Linked DNA regions of Mus musculus: regions 1 and 3 are each linked to region 2. A link is a contact called in public Hi-C data. All regions are on one chromosome and are shown on one strand. The core of a region is the stretch at or near the end of the contact, and the rest is flanking DNA. Distances in the headings are between cores, read along the strand shown.

Region 1 (4,394 bases), core at 1,194-3,693, 170 kb before region 2:
TTAAAAAATGACAATAATCCTGGCACTGCGGAGGTGGGAACAGGCAGATTCCTGGGACTCAGTGAACAGCCACCCTTCTGGTCAAGCTCCAGCCCGTGAAAAACCAGACCTCAAGAGAAAATGATGGACAGATGAATAGTGACTGAGAAGCAAACCCTAAGAGCTTCTTCAAGCTTCATAATACATGTACACACATGCACACATGTGCACACACGTGCACACACATGCATGTACTTGTACCTTAGAGCTAGCACTCAGGGCACACTTTCATGTGTGTGTGTGCATGCACACACACACACACACACACACACACAATCAGTATCCTTTACTATGAAAACTTGTTTTATCTTCTGTCTTCCTCCAGTCCTTCCTTCTCTCTCTTCTTTCAGCCTCTCTTCCTTCACTCCACCCCCTGCCTCCTATCCTTTCCCTTTCTTTCTCTCCTCTTCCCTACAGTTGTCAGAGCAGAAATGGGTAGAGCTGAGTTTCTGTGTGAGGTTGTGCAGAACAAGTAAGCAGTGGGATGAGATGGAGGTGGAGCAAGGGCAGCTGGTGAGCTGAACACAAGAATGGGCAGTCCAGGACAGGCACTATGAATGCCCGGCTGTCTCTGGAGCTTTGCCTGGCTTGCCAGGATGCTCTGCCCTGCCCTTGTTTGCTCTTCCAATTTTCTTGGGTCACGAGCATGGATGTCTGTCTCTGAGGACATTTATTTCTCCTTAGCTTTAAAATCTTCTTCCATGCAAGCATGAGGTGATTGGAAGTTCTGGCTGGAATCTTGTAAAAAAAAAAACCTAAATGCAGGTTTACAGCCATTGCAAAAAATAGCTGCTTTATAATATCCTTTCCTGTCTCAGAGAGAAGTAGGGCTGACAGTGGGGAGCCTTCAGATAGAAGCTTTTGGTGAGGGGAGCAGCAAAGTGGGATCTGTTGTCCATAGATGGTTTCCTTTTTTGCTCTTGGGGGGTACAGGTGACTTCACAGCAGAGGTTAGTCTAAGCACATGCCATTTTCCTCAAGAGCTTTAGACGAGCAAACATAGACCAGAGACTATGAATGCCAGCACTCTGTGTGTGTGTGTGTGTGTGTGTGTGTGTGTGTGTGTGTGTGTGTGTGTATGTGTGTGTGTGTATCTGTATGTCTCTCTCTGTCTGTGTGTGTCTGTGTGTACCTGTCTGTGTGTGTCTGTGTGTATCTGTATGTCTCTCTCTGTCTGTGTGTGTGTGTGTGTACCTGTCTGTGTCTGTCTGTCTGTCTGTCTGTCTGTCTCTCTCTCTCTCTCTCTCTCTCTCTCTCTCTCTCTTTCTCTGAACCATTTATATGTTTTTAAAGCTGCTTAGCCTTGTAAGAAAGCCTTGCTAGGTTGCAGGCAAGAGCCTGGATGGAGCACTCCATGACACCATACACACCCACTGGTATACTCTTTCACATATTCGCAGAACCAGGAGGAGAGCAATGGTCTTCAGTATTTAATATGTAAATACTGAACAAGACCAAGCTGTGATGTTCCTGAAGCACCTGGTATAGCTCTCCTAGACTGTCAGAACTGCATACCTCTAGAACGAGCTCCCATAGTCCTGTTTTAGTCTCTCAGCACCAGGGGTCCTGATAGGGTGTGAGCTTTGCATTGTCCATATTGTAGACTTGAAAACTAAAGGCTGGAAAGATAAATGTTTCCAAAGTAACATTGAGAAAAGGGAAGAAGAGAGCCCAGGTCACTGTTCCAACCCCCATCCTCCCAAGAAACTTGGCATATGCAAATATATGCAAATAAGAGACAGGCTGTCAGGGTAAGCACAAGTAAGGTTTTAATGACTAGCAATGACTCATGGAGTCAGAAGAAGTGAGCATGCTATCAAAGGCATATAATAAATGTCATTCCCATCTTCAAAAACCCTGGGTTAATTCATTTTTTACCTCATCACTCTTTGTCATATGATCCCTAATTTTATTGACACATTGATATATAATTTGTGACTTGAATATCTACCATACCTCTCCCAGAGTACTTTTGCCATTGACTACTTGGAAGCCAGCCAGTATCATATACTCAGCCACATGGCTCCCTGCCTACTGCCAGACCCTCATAGTTCTCCACCACACCACACACATGAAACTGTTCCCCACAAGCAGATGACCCGTGACACCTGGTCACCGTGATCTCTGTCATTGTCTTCTAGTCTTCCCTGTATCATTTGGGAGCTGGAAAATACTCTGTTGCCAGACCAGCCTGGTGGACTTTCTCTATCACTACTTACCCAACAGAATATGAGAGGAGACAAGAGGAGTGTGCAGAAGTGGCCACGGACTTCAGGAGATATGTCACCCAGTCTATGTCTATGTCTGAAATATGTGAAAATGTAGAAAACTATGCCCAGGCCTGCTTGGCTGTGTTTGAGCAGGAAGAGCTGAGCTCTGGGTGATGTTCTCACAGAACAGATGGCAGGTGGAAGGAAAGCCACTCAACATCTGCTCTGCTCTGGTGTGCGGCAGGAGGAGAGCTATTTGAACCAGAACAGCAGGACCAGGGATTATAAAAAGGAGGAAATGGAGGGAGGGAAGGGAATTAAAAGGAAAGGAAAGAAGGAAATCAAATGAGATGAGACAGAGACAGGGAAAGCTCAAAATGTTTAACAATTACCGGAGCCCTGATTAGCTTGCTATTTTTCCCCAAACCTTTGCAGTAGGCAAGGTTGTGGGGAGGGAGTTGGTTTTCTAGAGTTGACATAAAACATGTCCCAAAAGACAATGAGCAAAATATAGATATCAATTAATCTATGATATTTCACTGAAGACTCCCCACTCCTGCCACTGAAAAGATCGGGAATAGGGTCACCACAGGCTTCCAGTTCTGAGACCATTTGAAGTTTCAAAGCAAAGACCTTCCCATACATAATCCCCAAATTTTTGTGGATAACCTTAGACTAATCAAAGGCCAATGAGAGATGCTAGGTGATAGGCAATATCCACCCATTCAAAAATTAATTAATTCAGAGCCTTCTAGTTTGAAGTAAGTTAATATAAGCTTAAGAAAGGAGCCAGCAGAAGTCTGGGCAGACCCACTCTGTTTTGACAGGGCTGATTGATAAGCAAGTTGTGATGAGCCCTGTGAAAGGCTAAGCAAACTGTGGTACGAGGTTCACACAGGTGGGAATGAAGGCAGGAATCAGAAAGAAGAATCCAGAGATCATGAGACTTTGAAAGGCTGCAGCCAAGAAGATAAAATTCAACCAGTAGAAATGTAAAGTCTTCTATAGAAGTTGTAAAAATTCATTTTCAACTTCAGTAATGGATATGGTACTCTCATAAGTGTGTAGGAAGAGAATAAAAAAAAAATTAAAAATCCTGCCAGTGTCTGTACTCAGGCTGGTTGAATAAAGGACACTATGAAACCCCAAGCTTTTCATAAAAGAGAGTCCTAAGTAGGAAATTAAGTAGAAATCAGGCCCTCTGAGAAGTACTTGAGAATTTTAGAGCATTTAAACTCAAGAAGGGAACACTCAACCCAGACACGGGAGTGGTGATACCATCTGAGTGGCTTGTGGATGATGGATCCTGATGGTCCCATCACTATGGATAGGTAGAAAGTGCATCAAGAATTGTAGTACCAGAGGGGAAAGCTGTAGGTTCAGAAAGCCAGGTGAGAGGGTACCCACCTGGGATCCCAGCACTGGAAAGGCCCAAGGCAAGATCAGGAGTCTGAACCAAGCCTGGGCCATATAGCAAGACCCTATCTCAAAACAGCAACAAAAGAGTGCCCTGAAAAAGTCTCTGGGCCACTTCCCTACTTACGGACTGGGCTGTACTCAAGAGATAAAGAGGAAGAAGAAGAAAAAGAATATAGGCATTTAAATGGGTGGGCACGTGGGAAGATTCAGCTGTAGGCAACTAGAAGAGCTCTGGTGTCAATTGCTGCTGGATCCAGGAGGGAGCAGAGAGAACCCATAGCTGCGGAACAGGAGGAACTTGGAGAAGTTGCAAGTTCGGGGTTTGGGGGTGGGGCAGTGTAGAATGGAAAATGTGTTGGAGTCACCATGGAAGCTCCCATTGAGCAACACTGTGCTGAAGAGCTCCTCGGCAGGAGTCCCTTTGAGAGCATCCATCGCAAGGGTGGCCCAGGGAAGCACAGGGCAAGTCAAGTGTCCTTCTCGGTGCTGCTTCTTTAGGGAATGGAAAGCCCAGCTTGGAGCAGGAATCACCTAGTGTTGGTGTCTGAGCTAGAAAAAACCAACAACATAAAGCTCTATGAGAATATGTGTTGCAGGGGGAGAACAACTCACCCTGGGTGTCCTAGAACTTAAGGGGCATTTGGTGTAAGACGGCAGCGGACAGCCACTGTGGTGGCCCGCAACCCCAGCTCTGGACCCGCTAAAGGTAGCACATATTGCGATAGC
Region 2 (4,119 bases), core at 436-2,935:
ACCCAGAGGGAAGCCCCTCCCCCAACATGTAAAGGAAAAGAGACCTTGTCCTCAATGCCCTTGGTCTTCAGAGCCCTGCTTGCTTTCCCTGGATTCTCTACCTCCTTCTGCCCCACCCTTTCCAGCTGTTCCAGAGCCCCACACTCATTTATTTGGACAGAGCCAGGCACCAGGTACCAACTACTTCAGTGTGACAAGGCTAGCCCCAGATCTAGCTGGCGGTCTTGAATCGGTTGGTCCACTTCCCTGTGCCTCAGTTTCCTCCTCTGTCACCGACTGCCCAGGATATGGAGAGGCTCACAGAAGGGGACACATGTGGGAGTGCTTGGCACTGCTCTCAGCATTTACACCATGAGGCAACCAATGGCTGTCACTGTGGCTTCTGTTCCCAGGGTTGCCAGGAGACTCCCATCTCCCAGCCCAGATCCACCCTCCTCCTCCCCCAAGCTCTTGGCTCTCTCCCAAGTCCTGTGCCTGGGTGCTGCACCACCTTGCCCTTCTGCCTGTTGTTTGGATCCAAAGCTGTCCATAGAGGAGAGAGGAGCTGCGAGGAGACATTTGATTTCTGAAGTTGTTAATTCTACTCTAGACTTCCAAAAAAAGATCACCCATCTGTCAAACATTTTTTTTAAATAAAATACAAAGAAGATAACAGATCTTTCACAGTAATTAAGTATCAAGTGAGAGGAAATGAAAACAGACTTGGCTGGGCATCTAGTTGAAGAGGATAGCACTGTGTAACCCCAAATCTTGTGGGAGAGATTACAGTTGCTTTTTAAAAGAAAAATATGCAAGCCACCAGCTTGTATATTCTATATACATTTAATCAGAAAAGGGTCTTGGGTTTAAAATGAGCTCTTTTGCCAACACTCCCTGATGCCTCAGAGGTAGCAGTTTCTCTCTCTCTCTCTCTCTCTCTCTCTCTCTCTCTCTCTCTCTCACACACACACACACACACACACACACACACACTCAAGCTTGGACTCCGAATGTTTTCCAGGGCTCTGATTAACTGATTAACTGCAAGCCCTGTCACAGACAATGATTCTGCAAGAGCTGCACTTAGGCACAAATCCTAACCCCCTTCCCCACCTCTTTTCTGAGACCGGATTTCCCAGGTGGCTAGCACTGTCTGCTAACATTCAGATTGTATCCCAAGGAAACACGTGAGGACGCACTCCCTGGAGAAAGCACAAATATTCATGAAAGAATCAAATAACTGGCTTTCTCTTCAGAGGTACAAAATCCTAAGTCATAGATCAGAAACAATATACCTACATCCCTTTCTCTTTCTAAGGCTAATTTCAAAAGTTGCAAACTTAGCAAATTTCTACACTGCATTCAAACAAAGCTATCAAGACAGCCTATGCTCAAAGCAAATAATAACAGGATCCATCTACCCCTCAGCCCCACTGGGCACCTTTTGGGTTTCTGAGAATCCCACAGGGGCAGAGCCTTCTCACTCTGCGGTTTCCCTGTGAGAGTGGAAGGATTGCTCACCTCACTCATGTTGGCCTGACTCCGCAGCTAGGTCCCACAGAACAGCTCAGAAGGCAATGCTCAGGGGTGGCTGCTTCCCTGGTCCTGGCTTTTCTCTTAAAAAGAGCTGCTGGGTGGCATCATGCCTCCCGCCAACCAATGAGAGGCATTCACCTGTCTGAACGCCTGCAGACATCCGAGAGCGCAAAGAGCCACCTAGTGGAGCACAGTGGAACTGCGTGGCAGGTCTCTGCTCCGTTTCCATCCAGGAACCAAGGAATTTGCTGCACACCAAAGCATCCACCCTAAAAGGATTCTATACCCTGCTGCAGAGATACTTGGTCATCCATGATCATGGCTGATCAGGTCACAATAGCAAGGAAAGAGACTCGTTCTAGATGCCCATCAGCAGTCAAAAGGATAATCAAGCTGCAGTATAGAAGATTTTAAGCCATTAAAAAACGGGGGAAGGGGGGAAATCATGACATTTGCAGCAAGATGGAAGAAAATGGGAAATATTACAGCAAGTGAGGTACGCCAGACTCAGAAGGACAAATTTCCCTGCTCATATGGAGATCCTGACTTCAACTTTTTACTGATGTGTTTATTTGAATGAGGGTGGGTTCAAGGGGTGGGGGTGGGGAGGGTAAACTACGACTTGTGATATGAGATTGAACAGGGAATACTGGGGATAGAAAGAAATAAATGGGGAGGAGGGGCAAGAAATGGTGGAGAAGAAGGGGTGGGGACAGCCAACTGAAACTCAAGACGTTTGAAATGCCACAAGGAAACCTGTTGCTTTGGAAGGTTTTATTTATTTTTATTTTTTTAATTTAAAGGAGAGAGAAACATAACAGTCACAGGCACACTGATGGTCACAGGACTGCCCCTGCCGATGGACTGGGAGGTGCAGGACTCACACCCTCTGGGACTGTATCTTACATGTCTATAATTGACAGACTCTGTTTCTCATTGAAGAGCAATGGGAAACTTTGTATGGAGTGGTTCTTATCCCTCTGGGCTCCCAGCTGTTCCCGGCCCCCTTTGGGGGCACCAGCTTCAGACTTTAGAGTTGACCACCCTCTGTTTAGAGTCCCCCCCCCAATCTGTCTGTCTGCTTGGACCCTAGAGTGGAAGGACATGTCTGTAGTGACCTTTGGAGTCCAGCAGTCTTGAATCCCACTTGGCAGTGACATGAGAGAAAACATCTGTTTTCACTTAGGGTTGTGACAGCCCCACCTAGGGACAGGACCCCATAAAAGGTCTCCTCACTTTGGCCCTGATGAGCCATTGGGGAAAGCAGCTCCTTTTTATACCTCTCAGTCCAGACCTTGTGAGCCTGGAAGTGTGGTGTCTGCCAGATAAGCAGCATTAGAGTGTATGCCCCAGCTGATCATGGTGAATATCAACATGACTAGCAAGACCATGTTGAGGGCCCCCCAAACCTTCCTTGGTGCCCCCAATACCTGTCCCAGTGCCTCCTGTACCCAGAAAGACCTGCACGACACCCCCGTCTACTGATTCCCTCTTCTCGGCTCAGCTGCATTCTCCTTCCCGAGTTGCCAGCTTTCTGTTCCAAGTTCTAACATCATGGCATCCTCTGTGTGTCTCCAAATGGAAAGGGCATGGCCAGAAACTGTAGTACACACATGTAGGGGTGTGCACATGTCGGGGTGTGAGAGAACAGGGAGAGGAAGACAAGAGCTTCACCCACAGCTCCTATGGGTCCCTAACCTAAGCCAGAACCACTGTCATGGACATCATGTCTTCCAAGTGGAAGCACTGGATGTTCACCAGGGTGCAAATTTCACAGAGGGAAATATATGGACAGTATGGTATACAATATGTGCATACATGTATGCCCCTATATGTATGTATTACATGTACATGTCGTATACCACATACAAGTTAGTGGCATGTCCCAACTATGTAAATAAAGACAACATCTTCTTCATCCTCTCCTTCCTCATCCCTTCTGTGCTCCCAACTCGCCCTTATGAAGGCTCAATATCATGATATCCTTAGGTATCCCCGAGTCCTGGAAATAGACACAGGACCTTAGTGCTATGTGCTCTGCAAACACCTCAGATAAACGGAAGCTCACTCATCGTCAGAGGAGAACGATGTAGCTTCTGAGGATGCTACCACTCCCTCCTCCCAAGAGATGTCAGACTTGGGAATCTGAGCCCCAGGCACCATATGTCGGAGGACACAGCCCCTCGGTGGCAAACTTGACAAAGTTCCATCTGGGTTTTTACAGCCTGGTCTCCTGCAGAGAAGATAAGCAGAGATGTCACCAAGAGCCAGCCTTTACCAGTTCACCAAATGCTGCAGCAGGCCTGAATTTTCCTAGTAACACACAAAAGAATGTTTGTGTGCTTGCAGCTTCCTGGAGCTTGGGAAGAAGGAGACTGATGCTAGGATTCTAAAAGAAAGGGCTTGGATTGGACACTCCTGGCTGGGCTGTGGCTTTGATTACTCAAATGTACAATTGCTGGGGATTAATATGACAGAGAAGGTGTGAGCTGTCATGGCCTGGATTGGGACACTACTTCCCAATTCATTAATCCCCTGGCGCTTGAATCATGGCTGTTTTGGCACAGTCTTTCATAGAGCTAATCATGTTAAGATGGCCTAGCC
Region 3 (4,119 bases), core at 898-3,397, 130 kb before region 2:
TTAACTCAGCTCCTGCTGTGGGGTGGACCTAAGTCTGTCATTTTGTTTGCTGTGGTTGGGAGCTGAGACTGTTAACCTGCTTTGTAACACTGAGCAAGTACAAGCCCCTAGCCCAGGCTACCAGTGTGTGCTTCCTGAGAGGGCCTCTTGGGAGAGGTAGGTCTGTCTTAAAATCTCACATCCCTTCCCAGTGTTCCCAGTAAGAAATCCAGTACCCTCATCCAAATAAGAGTTTCTGATCCCAATATGATATAAACTACTTTACTACTGAAGACTATCGAACTGTGACCAAGTCAAAGTCCTACCCCACACCTCAGTGTAGTTTGTAAAATCCATCAGCACATAGGAAGATCACAATATCAATGTACTCTTAAAAATGCATGAAGACTCCAAACCGCAAGCCAAGAACAGTAACCGAGCCCAAACGCTGGGCCCTCTGATATTAATGTCACATTATTTATTTAGTGTTTTTCCTCATCGCTGTTTGGGAGCGAAGACTCGTTTACAGAGAGATCGGTTTACAAGGGTTTTTATTACCGTGGTGTGGCATTAATATTAAACTAAGAACGTGTTAGATCCCGTCTGCCCGAGCTGAGGGCAGAGTCCACAGTGGCCTTCCATCACAAGCTCCTTAGCTATAATGTTACAAGGCTCATCTCCATGATCATCACTGAAACTGTTAGGTCTACATGCCCTCTGCTGCTTAGTTCTGCATCAATATCCAACTGCCTCCAAGCACAGACATCAAAACCTTGTTAGAAATTGATGAAAGGTGCCTTTTATGACTCCCAGGAGGCAATTTGTGTCCCTGAGAACTGTGGTACACTTAGCTTTTCCACGAATTTGGGACAGTGTTTATGTAGCTTCCTGGATCCTGGATAACAAGGTATTGAAGAAGAAAAAGGAAAGTCAGCTTCAGAGTACAGTATGTCCGTGATGCCCAGTCCTGAAAGTGCATGAATTTATTTCTTCCACAAGACACGCTAGCCCTACAATTTCCAGAGCAGATATACTTTACCCATGTTATAGGTGAGACAGCTTAGTACATATGACTCTGTCAGGCTGAAAGCCTGAAGACATTTCATTGCCCCTGCCCTGGACTATGGTGCTCCAGCAGGGTAAATGCCCCTGTATGGGGTGGGGGGGGGGGGAGTCCCAGAGCTGTTTGGAAGCAGAGGAGAGATGAGTGTGAACTTGCAAACGCTGACCCTTCCAGTTCACTCAGCAACCACCTCACCAGAGTCACTGGGACAAAAACACCTGGGTTTTGGCTCTGACCACTGTATGACTCACCCATCTTCCCATGGTCTTCCAGGAAGGTCAAGTTCCCATGGGCTGGTACACTGTAAACAGTAGCATCCTACACAGGTTGAGTTCAGTATGTTCCATGTAGAACCAGAAGGTAAGAAGGGCCTGCTTACAATTTTGTGAACTTTCACCATTTACACTGATAGCTCCTAACAGCAGTGACATCAATACTTGAGGCAGGGTGGCTATCTGTGGTGCTGCGGGTCCTGATAACCTGCCACTCTTTGGCCCATAGATGCTAGTAGCTTTCCTCCCTGGCCCCTCCCCCATAATAATAATGTCACATATCCCCAGGGGTGAGGTCAACCTCAGTGACTGGCCAAAACCAGATACTTCTGATTGTATGGTGTATGACAACTGGTCGTGGGGTCAGGGGACAGGGACAAGGTGGAAAGACTGACTCACACTCCAGGACTTCTGTAAGCATTCTGATGGATTTTTGCCCTCCCCTTTCCAGATATGACACACCAGGCTTTGTGTATGACCCTGAATAGATTGGGAAAGCTCAAGAAGTTTTTAGCTAAAAGGAGGCAACATTTGCATAGAGCAGCTTGCACACCATCAGGACAGACAGGGCCTGACTGCCCCCTTCCTTGGTGGAGGATGACAGGCTCTGAGCCTTAGGTGCTGATGGATGAGAGGCTGTAGTAGCAGGATTCATGTCTAGGAGGGATCAGGGAGGCAGTAATTACATCTGTATGCTGACTAGTTAGGAGAAGGGGAGAAATCGATGCCAGCTTACTTAATCTGGACTTTCAGAAACATTACTGTCACCGAAGGTCCCCAGAGGTCTGCAGCAGGGGATGAAAAATGAAACATTGTATCAGAAAATAACACACAGCATTGAGTTAATAGCTAAATTGCCCTCCTCCCTTGAAATGTGAGTCAAATCCAAGGCCTGGGCTCCTCCCAGAAGGGCAGTGGTGGGTGCCATTTATCATCTGTAACAAGACGGGGTGGGGGGAATGTAAGAAGGAGTGCCTAGAACAAGTGTGTGTCATTCAGGTGGTCTTGCAATATCTTTGAAGTTAAGAGGGGGGTATTCCACGAGTGTAGTGCACAGGTCTATCACACTCACCTCCCCGGTGTCCCATGAGTCACAAGAGGCTTGTCTTCTCCATGGCTTTCCTCTACCCCCACCTTTAATTCTCATCTCTCTATGGCTGTGTTTCCTCTACTTGCCTTCTGCTTCCATCTTCCTGCATGTATCCATCTCTGTCATCTCTGTCCTCTACTGTCCCTTCTCTCCTTTGACTGCCTCTCATCCAGTCCCTGGCTGTCACCACACCCTATCCCACCCAGCCCAGCCTCACACACTACCATATGCTCAGCATCTTCACCTCTGCCTCAGCTTCCTACTGTCCCATTGCTTTGCCGACACAGAGGTGTGGACTCCAAGAGCAGAGGGCAAAGGGTCTTGATGAGTGTGCAGGTGTGTGCTTCAAAGTTGCCCGATTCAATCATGGATTGTGTTTCAGAGGCCCAGCTGGGACTCCAATAAGTCTCTTCCATCAAGCCTGGGTTCCTGCTTGGCTTGGGAATGAGGCATTCACTTGGTTGAAGAAACTTGGGGGGAAGCTAGAAACAATGTAGGCAGTGGGGTGAGCAGAGACAAAGGAGATGGAGGGTAGGGAATAGAATGCAGGCCAGATGTTCCTCTTCACTTAGAATGGGTGTTTTTCTGCTTTCCTGATCTCTCTCTAAATGACTAACACCACTTACCCCAAAGCCACGGTGCAGACTGCAGCCTGGCTCTCTACAGACAGTGTGAGGACTGCGCTTTGACTCTGAGGTTTGTTCAGCAACAGATTCCACACACAGGATGTCCAGGGTGTATGTACCTGCCAGAGGTGGCACCCTGGTATATAATCCATGGTACGTATATGGAGTTCAGAGCAAAAGGGCTCTTGCTTTGCTGGCTGCTGGTGCTTTCAAGTAGGGGCAACTCAGAGGATCCTGGCTGACCAGCATGGGATGTATTTCCTCCAGTGGTGGAGTTAGAGGAGCTGCAGGAAGTCAGATCCACTGAGTCCTCACTGCTAAGCTCTGGGTTGTTTTTGGAGCCAGATCGACAGGGTCTGCTTCTGCAGGGTAGGAGAGCAGGCAAGGGGCCATGGCTTGGGTTTGACAGAGGAGGAAGGAAGGATGGCAGATGGCACCAGCACCAGCTCCAGCTGAGCTTCTCTGGGCTCCCAGTATTATCAAGAACTTTCTATAGCTTCTTCAACCTTTTCTCTTCCCTAGGCTGGAGGAGGCAGATATGAGTAATGGGAAAGGAGGGATCGTGTCTGCTGATGGGGAGACCCTAAGCCCATCACAGACAATAAAGAAAAGGTATCAGTTTCCCAGGCTTGCTGTGACAAGTCACCACAAACTTGGGAGCTTAAAACAGATTTATTCTCTCGCAGTTCTAGAGACCAGAAGTTCAAAGTCAAGACACCAGCTGACACATGTTCCTCTGAGGGCTCTAGGTAAGAGCACATTCATGGCCAACCCCAGCTCTGCTGACTCCAGGCTACCCCTGGGCTTATGGCCACACCACTCTGGCTCGGCTTCCATCCCCTCATGGCTCTCCCCGCTGTGTCTCTGCACCACCCACGTTCCTCTGCCTGGCTCTTATATAGAGACACACGTCATCGGATTTAAAGCCCATATTAAATCCAAATGATCATTTCTCCGGTCACTTAACTTCATCCCATCTGCAAAGGCCACTTCTCTGGATGAAGCCACATTCAGAGTCCTGGACTTGTGTCCACAGGGACCACTAATTGGCTCTATCGTACTTCTGATAGACCTCCACCTCTAAACTCC

What was found. A called contact is a pair of places that touch in the nucleus more often than the background predicts.
Region 1: a contact with region 2 is called in a Hi-C map of cerebral cortex, with 3 times the contacts expected there. The contact joins the enhancer-like site here to the promoter of Pcp4 in region 2. A contact is called at or near these places in 9 of 39 promoter capture datasets (the C10 cell line, the HPC-7 cell line, cranial neural crest and 4 more), 8 of 484 Hi-C or Micro-C datasets (the N1E-115 cell line, centrocytes, cerebellar granule neurons and 5 more), 3 of 115 datasets of contacts at active chromatin or transcription factors (the 230-238 cell line, large pre-B cells and oligodendrocyte precursor cells) and 5 of 9 other capture datasets (adipose tissue, embryonic stem cells, liver and 2 more).
Region 3: a Hi-C map of Sertoli cells shows a contact between it and region 2, with 2.7 times the contacts expected there. The contact joins the enhancer-like site here to the promoter of Pcp4 in region 2. A contact is called at or near these places in 15 of 39 promoter capture datasets (the 3T3-L1 cell line, the C10 cell line, the HPC-7 cell line and 10 more), 45 of 484 Hi-C or Micro-C datasets (the 63-12 cell line, the AML12 cell line, the AtT-20 cell line and 32 more), 9 of 115 datasets of contacts at active chromatin or transcription factors (the 230-238 cell line, VIP interneurons, bone marrow-derived dendritic cells and 5 more) and 4 of 9 other capture datasets (adipose tissue, liver, macrophages and 1 more).

What each region holds. Positions count from the first base shown.
Region 1 is chr16:96,632,325-96,636,718 of GRCm38.p6, reverse strand. The region is part of intron 27 of Dscam (DS cell adhesion molecule); the gene reads left to right. Among named protein-coding and RNA genes, the nearest start is that of Gm32509, 84 kb to the left of the region's middle. Within about 2 kb of position 2,443, at least 12 of the 459 cell types and tissues checked have an H3K27ac peak or open chromatin away from gene starts, as enhancers often do. A contact at or near this core is called in cerebral cortex, hippocampal neurons and pancreatic islet, where this site is marked.
Region 2 is chr16:96,465,172-96,469,290 of GRCm38.p6, reverse strand. It overlaps Pcp4 (Purkinje cell protein 4), which reads right to left and starts at 1,685. Exons shown (of 3, transcript NM_008791.3): 1 at 1,501-1,685. The coding sequence starts at 1,509. It also overlaps a transcript of Igsf5 not described here.
Region 3 is chr16:96,597,454-96,601,572 of GRCm38.p6, reverse strand. All of the region lies in intron 32 of Dscam (DS cell adhesion molecule), which reads left to right. Among named protein-coding and RNA genes, the nearest start is that of Gm32509, 120 kb to the left of the region's middle. Within about 2 kb of position 2,147, at least 6 of the 459 cell types and tissues checked have an H3K27ac peak or open chromatin away from gene starts, as enhancers often do. A contact at or near this core is called in Sertoli cells, where this site is marked.